Regions from separate parts of the Arachis hypogaea genome. Here region 2 is linked to region 1. A link is a contact called in public Hi-C data. All regions are on one chromosome and are shown on one strand. Each heading gives the region's core, a stretch centred on a gene start, on an enhancer-like site or on the middle of the called end of the contact. The rest is flanking DNA. Distances are from core to core; before and after follow the strand shown. Region 1 holds the start of LOC112759080. Region 2 holds the start of LOC112759092 (heavy metal-associated isoprenylated plant protein 39-like).

What was found. A called contact is a pair of places that touch in the nucleus more often than the background predicts.
Region 2: a Hi-C map of leaf shows a contact between it and region 1, with 2.6 times the contacts expected there. The contact joins the promoter of LOC112759092 here to the promoter of LOC112759080 in region 1. A contact is called at or near these places in 2 of 8 Hi-C or Micro-C datasets (both in leaf).

What each region holds. Positions count from the first base shown.
Region 1 is chr16:37,625,295-37,629,175 of arahy.Tifrunner.gnm2.J5K5, forward strand. LOC112759080 reads left to right here and starts at 2,391. Exons shown (of 9, transcript XR_011874202.1): 1 at 2,391-2,814; 2 at 3,015-3,171; 3 at 3,520-3,820.
Region 2 is chr16:38,101,001-38,105,125 of arahy.Tifrunner.gnm2.J5K5, forward strand. It overlaps LOC112759092 (heavy metal-associated isoprenylated plant protein 39-like), which reads left to right and starts at 2,474. Exons shown (of 7, transcript XM_072220253.1): 1 at 2,474-3,066; 2 at 3,271-3,516.

The DNA of each region.
Region 1 (3,881 bases), core at 1,141-3,640:
ATTAATGTGGAGAAGTCTAAAGCGCTTTGCTCCAAGAATGTCTCTGCAACAAGGAAAGAGGTTTTCACTGGGGTATCCTCTATCAGATTTGTCCAGGACTTGGGCAAGTATCTTGGAGTTACCCTTAGCCATTCTAGGGTGACTCGTTCAGCTTTCAATGGTGTCCTGGATAAGATTCAGAGTAGGCTAGCAAGCTGGAAAGGAAATTTACTCAATCGGGCTGGTAGACTTTGCTTGGTTAATTCTGTTGTCGCTGCTATTCCCACGTACCAGATGCAGGTCTCTATTTTTCCCAAAGGAATCATTAGTAAATTGGAGTCTATGATGAGGAATTTTCTTTGGAAAGGACAAGTTGATGGAAGAGGATTGAATCTTGTTAGTTGGAAGGTACTGGTTACTCCAAAAAAATATGGAGGTTTAGGGATTAGAGATCCTTATTGTGTAAATATTGCTCTTCTTGGGAAGCTAGTTTGGACTTTCTTCCAGCAGCCAAACAAGCTATGGGTCCAATTGTTGGATGCCAAATACCGATCATCTCTATATGACTGTTTTAGTTATCCTAAGAACAAGGACTCTCCCATTTGGAGGTGTCTTTGCAAGGCTTGGGAAGTGTTGAAGGATGGGTTTGCTTGGTGTATTGGAGATTTGAACCAGAATTTTTGGTTTTCTAGCTGGAGGAAAGAAGGACGGTTATCTAATGAGATCGATTATGTTCACATTTCTGATTCGAATCTCCGGATACAGGATATTTGGTCGGTTGGTAGGTGGCATTTGGATACTCTTTATTCTCCTTTATCTCAAAATCTGAAAGATAATATTCTTTCTTACAATCCAGATGAACAAGCAGGTCCGGAAGTGGGTTGGTATTGGAGTGGGTCTGCTGCCAAAGTCTATAACTCTCGCAATGGTTACTTGTGGTTGTGTAAGCAGCTGTTTGGTTGGGAGGAGCGGGAGAATTGGCTTTGGCTTTGGCGCCAGCTTGTTCCGGAAAAGCATAAATTTTTGGATTGGTTGTGTCTTAAGGAGGCTCTTCCTACTGCAAGTTTTCGCTTTAGAAGAGGGATGTCGTCATCGGATAAGTGTCCAAGATGTCTTTCTAGCCAGGAATCGGTTTTACATTGTATTCGAGATTGTCCCAAAGCTCAGCTTGTCTGGCATAGGTTGGATATTTGTTGTCATCCTTTGGATTTGAAGAACTGGTTCTTGTATCATAGCAGAGAGCATCCGTTCAAGTTCTTTTCGGGACTTTGGTGGATATGGCGAGCAAGGAATAATGACATCTTTAATCCCGATGAAACTTGGCCTCCGGAAAAAGTGATTTGTCTGGCATTAACTTCAGAAAAGGAGCTTAGGAATATCTTTGAATTACAACGTATGTGCCTTCTCTCTACTCTAAATGGTTTTTGGAATCCCCAATCCATTGGTACTTTTAAGATTAATTGTGATGCTAGTTATTTTGGTTCGGGTGATAGTGTTGATTTTGCTTGTGTTATTAGAGATTGTAATGGGAGCTGGCAAAGGGGGTGTTTGGGAATGATTGAGAGTAATAGTATTCTTCAAGGAGAATTATTTGCTATTTGGAGAGGATATCTCTTAGCTTGGGATGTGGGTCAACGAGATGTTATTTATGAGATAGATTGTGTGGAAGCATTTAATCTTGTTACTCAAGATGGTTTTGGGTTTATTGATCCACTGGTGCTCAAAATAAGAGATATCATGCATTGGAGTTGGTGGGTTGACTTTCGTTTGATAATGAGAGATGCAAACACGGTGGCAGATACTATGGCAAAGATGGCGATGAAGTTACAACTTTCACATGTGGAGCTTCTTTCACCTTGGGAGGAGTTTAAGAGTAGTCTTAAACGGGACTGTCCCTCTATTTAGGCAGTTCCTTGTTTTGTTTGTTTTGTTTTTCTTTGTTTAATTTATTTCAGTCACCAAAAAAATCACAAGACCTGCATATATCTTACCGAGAATGTCGGAACTTTTAGAAAAAATTCCGTCAATACCGTCACAAATCACAGTAATTAGATAACCTGGTGAATACATTAGTTTCAAATAGGATATTAAGGCAACAATTTAGTTTAATGGTCTGCAATTAAAAAGAGTAACCATGTATTAATTATTGATCTAATAAAATATTTTTTTACGGGAAAATTTAAATATATATATATAATACTCAGAGAGTGTACACCATATACACTACAAAACTTTTATTTGTTTGTGGTAGTTTTTTAATGGGAGTTACTAAAAACTTCCATAATATATTTTATTTGTGGCAAATTATAAAACCTCCTTAAATAATTAACAAAAACTCCCATTTTTATATACTCCTAATCCAATTAAATTATAAAAAAAAATCCAATCCAAACAAAACTCACCCATACTCAAAAAAAAAAAAATCAAAACAGGGCTTTAAGATTCTGAAACCCTAGAATCTCAATGTCAGTGCCACCGCTACCGCCACTGCCATTCTTCTCCTTGCCGTTGTTATCGTCATTGTCTCCTTCGTCAACGCATCACCGGTAGAGTTATGAATGGAGGACGAGGTGATCGTGGAGCCTCTCAATTCGTGAAGCTTTCCTTAGATCTTCTGCTTCTGCGTCGCCTTCCACGATGGGTTCTTCCGCTAGTTTTTCCTTTGCTCCGGTGGCTTGAAGCACTCAGAGAGCGGTTTTGATGCGGACCCGGTGGGACTGGCTGAGGAGATCTGGAAGGCGAGCGAGCGGGAGTCTCTAGAAGCTTCGATTGAAGCTGCGTTCGAAGCTATCAGATCTCGTAGAACTGAGTCTTATGTCGTTCCAAGTCATTGCGGTGAGAATTTCTTCCTAATTTGTTCTTGTTTAGTTCGGGACTTAAATTTTCTCACTCACTTCCGATCCGAATTTGTTCAGACAATCTCCGTGTCTGTGAGAGATGAATTGAATTTGAGATCTCTATTAACTCCAATTTGTGCCTAGTTTAGTTTCATACATATACTTTCTCACTTGCTTCTATGATTTCAATTATTCCAGATTTCTATTTCTGCACCTCTTTTGTGATTTTGTGAACCAAATTGTGGAAAATGCAAGAATTACAATCCTTAACTCAAGCTTCTCACAACTTCCAAAGTGAACGAGCTTGTAACCAAATCCTACTAGCTTGTCATTATTCTTCCAGGGGACCTACACAGTAAGCACGTTTACTCACAAACTTCTCTTTCTAATTCTTTTTACTTCTCTTAAGATGAGATATATATATTTATTGAACTGTTTATCCTTTGTCTGAATGTCCTTTGTTGAGACTAGATCAATTAGTAGGTACTCAACTTTGAATAAAAATAGATAAATAACTCATTAAGCATAAGCTATCTAAGCAATAATAGCAGTAGGTAATTTCAATTTTCAAGCTCTCTATGCTTCTGTACCAAGATAAACTCAATGCATTCATGTAGATTATTGCACTGCTAAAATAAATTGATTGTTTACTTTACTTTATAATTGTAAACAAACATACTTAGTATGAACATTCTTCTTCCAGTGCCAATTGTATATAAAGTTGATCGTCTTCGAGATGGAAAGAGCTTTGCTACGTGGAGAGTTGATGCAATTCAAAAGAAAAATATTGTGTTCACTTTGTTGGCTTCATTTCAAGTAATTTTTGTTCTTAAAGATAGTATTGAATGGACTTCTCATGCAACAACAACTGAGACATGTTCATTTAACAAATTCTCTTTTATAAATTTAGAGTATGCTTCAGTTATTTTCTTAATATACAGAAAGAAGAATTAGGATTTGACCACCAGGAGGTAGCCATGCCATCTGTGCCTCCACTAGACAAGGTAAGTTACATGGTTATTTATATTAATTAAGATTTAAGAATGAAAATGGTGTTTTGCTGAT
Region 2 (4,125 bases), core at 1,224-3,723, 480 kb after region 1:
AAAATATATATAATATAATAATAAATTTTTATAATAAAAATATTATTTATATATAAAAATTAATTATTAAATTATTTATTAATTATTATATATTTATGTATAAATATATATATTGTTAAATTTATTTTTAATTTATATTTTATATTTTAATATTTATTCTATACATGATGATTATTTTTTATATATATAACATAATTATTGTAATTATATTTTTTTATTATATAATATGATTAATTTTTAAAATATTTATTTTATAAATTAAAATACTAAAATAATAATTTGAATAATAAGATATATTTTAGAATTTTATTATTTGAATTTTATATTTTAAAAAAATTGAGTCATTTTTTTTAACAATACAATTAAAATATCTCTCCTTATATATATATATATATATATATATATATATATATTAGTAAATAATTATTTAAATTTACTTCTCAAACAATTAGAAACTAACTCTTATTGAAGTTAAAAAATTTTTTTCAATTAATATAGTTTCTATGAAAAAAATTAAAGTTAATATAAAAAAGATAAATAATAATCTTTCGAGTCGATTTTTAGAAACATATCATTTTCATTTAAATTGAGAATTAATCATTTTAATAAATATCTAATATAAAATTTTTAAATTGACTATTAAATACTAAAAATTAAATAAAAAATTATTATAAAATTAAATTTAATAATTTAATAAAAATAAATTATTATTATTATTATTATTATTATTATTATTATTATTATTATTATTATTATTATTATTATATACTAAAAAATTTTAAATTATAATAAAGGTGCTTACCCCCACAATAAATCACGTACATCCCGTCCCTGTTTATATGTAAATAATAAATCACCTTATTATGTCATGATTCATATATAGAAAAATAGATAAATATGTAATAAGAAATCAATTTATACAATCACGCGTGATAGTAGTTTTCAAATTTTGATGAAGTTTAGGACACCAAAGTGGAAATTTATTTGTGGGTAAATTATTACTTTTTTTAAAATGGTTGGAGTTTAATTATCAGATGTCTTATTTTAATTTTCATTTTAAAATTGTCCTTATATAAATTCGATATATTTAGGGAAGCCTATCTAATAAATGATTACTGTATAAAGTTGATTTACTACTAAATCAATTTATGTCAGAACGATTTAATAGGTAGGATATATTAAATTAATTTAAACTGATTTATTAAGCTTTCTTGATAAATAGTTTTAAGATACATCGATTTATATAAGGATAATTTTAGAATGAAAATCATAAGACATTTTGATAATATTGAACCCTAATTATTTTAAAAGGACAATTTGCCCTTTATTTGTATTAACTATTCTTGGATATCAATTTTTTTTATTTTTCTTATTCTTTTAAAATACTAAGATTAAAAATTTTAATTAAAATATTAAAACTAAAAAAATAATAAAAAATAATTTTAATACAACAATAGAATAAAAATTTACATAATCTTTTAATTATAATTTTTTGAAATAATTATTCATATATATAAACATAAAAAATAATTTTTTTATTAAGATAATAATATGTAACTAGATGTATTCGTACAAATTTTCGACATTAACTATACGTGGAAATTAATTTCTGTAAAGATACAAAATGATCTAACATTTACCAAAACTTTAATTTGAAGGTAAAATTTGTATAGCAATACAACCAAATATGATTGCCTGTTGCCTAAAACTTTCTTGTTCCCAATAATGCATTCGCAGGAGAAAAATGAGGAACAAATCCAATCATAAATTTCTTATCAAAGGAGATTGAGTGGATTGGATTGTCTGGAACAACAATATCTGCTTTTTTCTTACTTTTTCTTAAGCTTCCCTCTTCTTTTTTCTCGGATCCGGATGTCTCTGACCCTCTGCTAAAAATAATTCACCCATCAATCTACATCAATCAACATTTGCCGTCACGTTTCCAGAATAGATGCATCCAGTACTAATATAGAAAAACTATACATTAACTAAAACAAAAAGGTAAATAAAAATATCTCATCTATAAAATTTTCGAAAATAAAAAAAATACTTTTAAGAATTAATTTTATTTTATTTTCTAACATTTACAATATTTTAGTTATATTTAAATTTAATTCTAATATATTTTTAATATAAAATATTTAATTTGATAATCAAATTAAATTTATAAATTTAAAATTTTTAATTAATAAATATAAAAATTAATTATTTTTTATAATAGAATAATACACAATTGAATATATATATAAAAAATTTACGCGAAGAAATTAAATTCGTATATTTTTATAATTTAACTCTTTAATAATGATATTCTAATATTGTCCTTCTTTTCTACATATCTTCATGGTTAACAAAATTAATTCTCGCCAATGAACTATAGTTCAAATAGCATAGTCTTCCCATAGTCATTTAGAGGTCGCGGATTCGAGTCTTCCTATGCTTGATAAAAAAAAAACTAAATCAATTCTCTCTCAACCTTTCCAAAAGGATATTATTATTACAATTCACAACAGATTTATTTAGTAAATACAAGTGATGAAGATTTGCGACTTTGGAAGAACTTCTCGCCAATAGATCTCAGTTTACATACTTTGATGGTATTAGGATATACACTACAAAAAAATTTGATTAAAATAGCACTAATATTATGGCGGTTTTACATAACTGCCACAATTGTTGCTAATTTCGGCGGTTTTATCGTCTTCCAGAATGACCATGTTTTTATTGGCAGTTTTCATTGATTGTGGCAGGTTAAAACGCCATTATCATTAAAAAAAGGAAACATATTTAAAGCTGAGATGGTGTATTGTATATGAGAGTAATCACTAATCATCAGTATTGTTGCATGTGAGAGAGCGAGCGAGAGGGATCTGAATGTGACGAACCCTAATTTTAAGATCTCGCTCGTTGCCGGCGTTCATCTCTTGCCGCGGTATACAATGCGGTTGTTGCTGCCTTCGAAGGAGCGCTCTTCTTTGATTAGGTTTTCTGGCTTCGATTTGAGGGTTCGTTGCGCTGCCGCTTATCTCCTCGTCACCACAAGCAACGCCATCATTGCTGTCCTCGGTGGAGCTTCTGCTATCTGGTTTTATGCATCTTAGTTGATCTTGAATTTTATTAATTCTAATTTGGTTAACCTTTTACAGAGCCTTTATTTTCTTTTTCCCCTTCAATGGTGGTCCTGCTTAGTTGAATCTGAGTTTTGTGAAGCTTTCGTCTCAATAGCTCTCTAAGTATAATTCTCTTGGTTAATTTTCTTTTTCCTTCTAGGTATAATCTGAGATTGCACATGAGAGGGAAAGGAGAATGAGAGTAAGTTGATCTGAAACCCTAAAGCTTGTCACTGTCATGGTCACACCATTCATCTCGTTTCTGTCGCTTCCATCAACCTTCTGCATTCGAGTGAAGGCGCCTCCTCTATCGACGCGTTTCCAAATATGGTCACTACGTCATAGCTTATAAGATATTGAGCGAAGCACCTCTTCCATTAATGTGTCTCCTCCGCCAGTAGCAACGGTACGTTCTCACTTCTGCATTCTCTTCTTATTCGATCCACTCAACATTGCTTGTAGTGTGTTTCTGTTCATTCTCAATTTCTATTTTTATTCTCTTTCTCTTCTTGTTCATTCTCAATTGCTTGTTTTCTAACTGTATTTCGGTTCAGTATTGTTATGCTTGCCATGTGGTTGATGAATTTCCTGAGAGAGATGGAAAAGAGTGGAACTTGTTTTCTGTTATAGATGATGATTCTTTGGTGCTTATTATTATAACTACTACATGTTCATCATTGTGCATTTTTTAAATTCAAAACTAGCTTAGCTCCCAATGTGAATCCAGCAAGGACATGCCTTCTTTGTTTTCTTTTTTCATCAATGTCATGACTTGAATGTTCACATTTTATGTTGGAAAAATCAAACTACATTTACTGCATTTTAGTTTGCAGTTGACTTGTTTATATGCTAAGTTGTCTAAAGAAAGATATACTCTGCCTAGTAAATTGAATACCTGATTATTTAAAGAATCTTCATGTTGTTTATTTTGTTAATTATCTTGTAAAAAAGGATTATTTTTTATTCTTAACACAACTATATGCTGATTATGATTATGATTGAGTTACTGTTATTT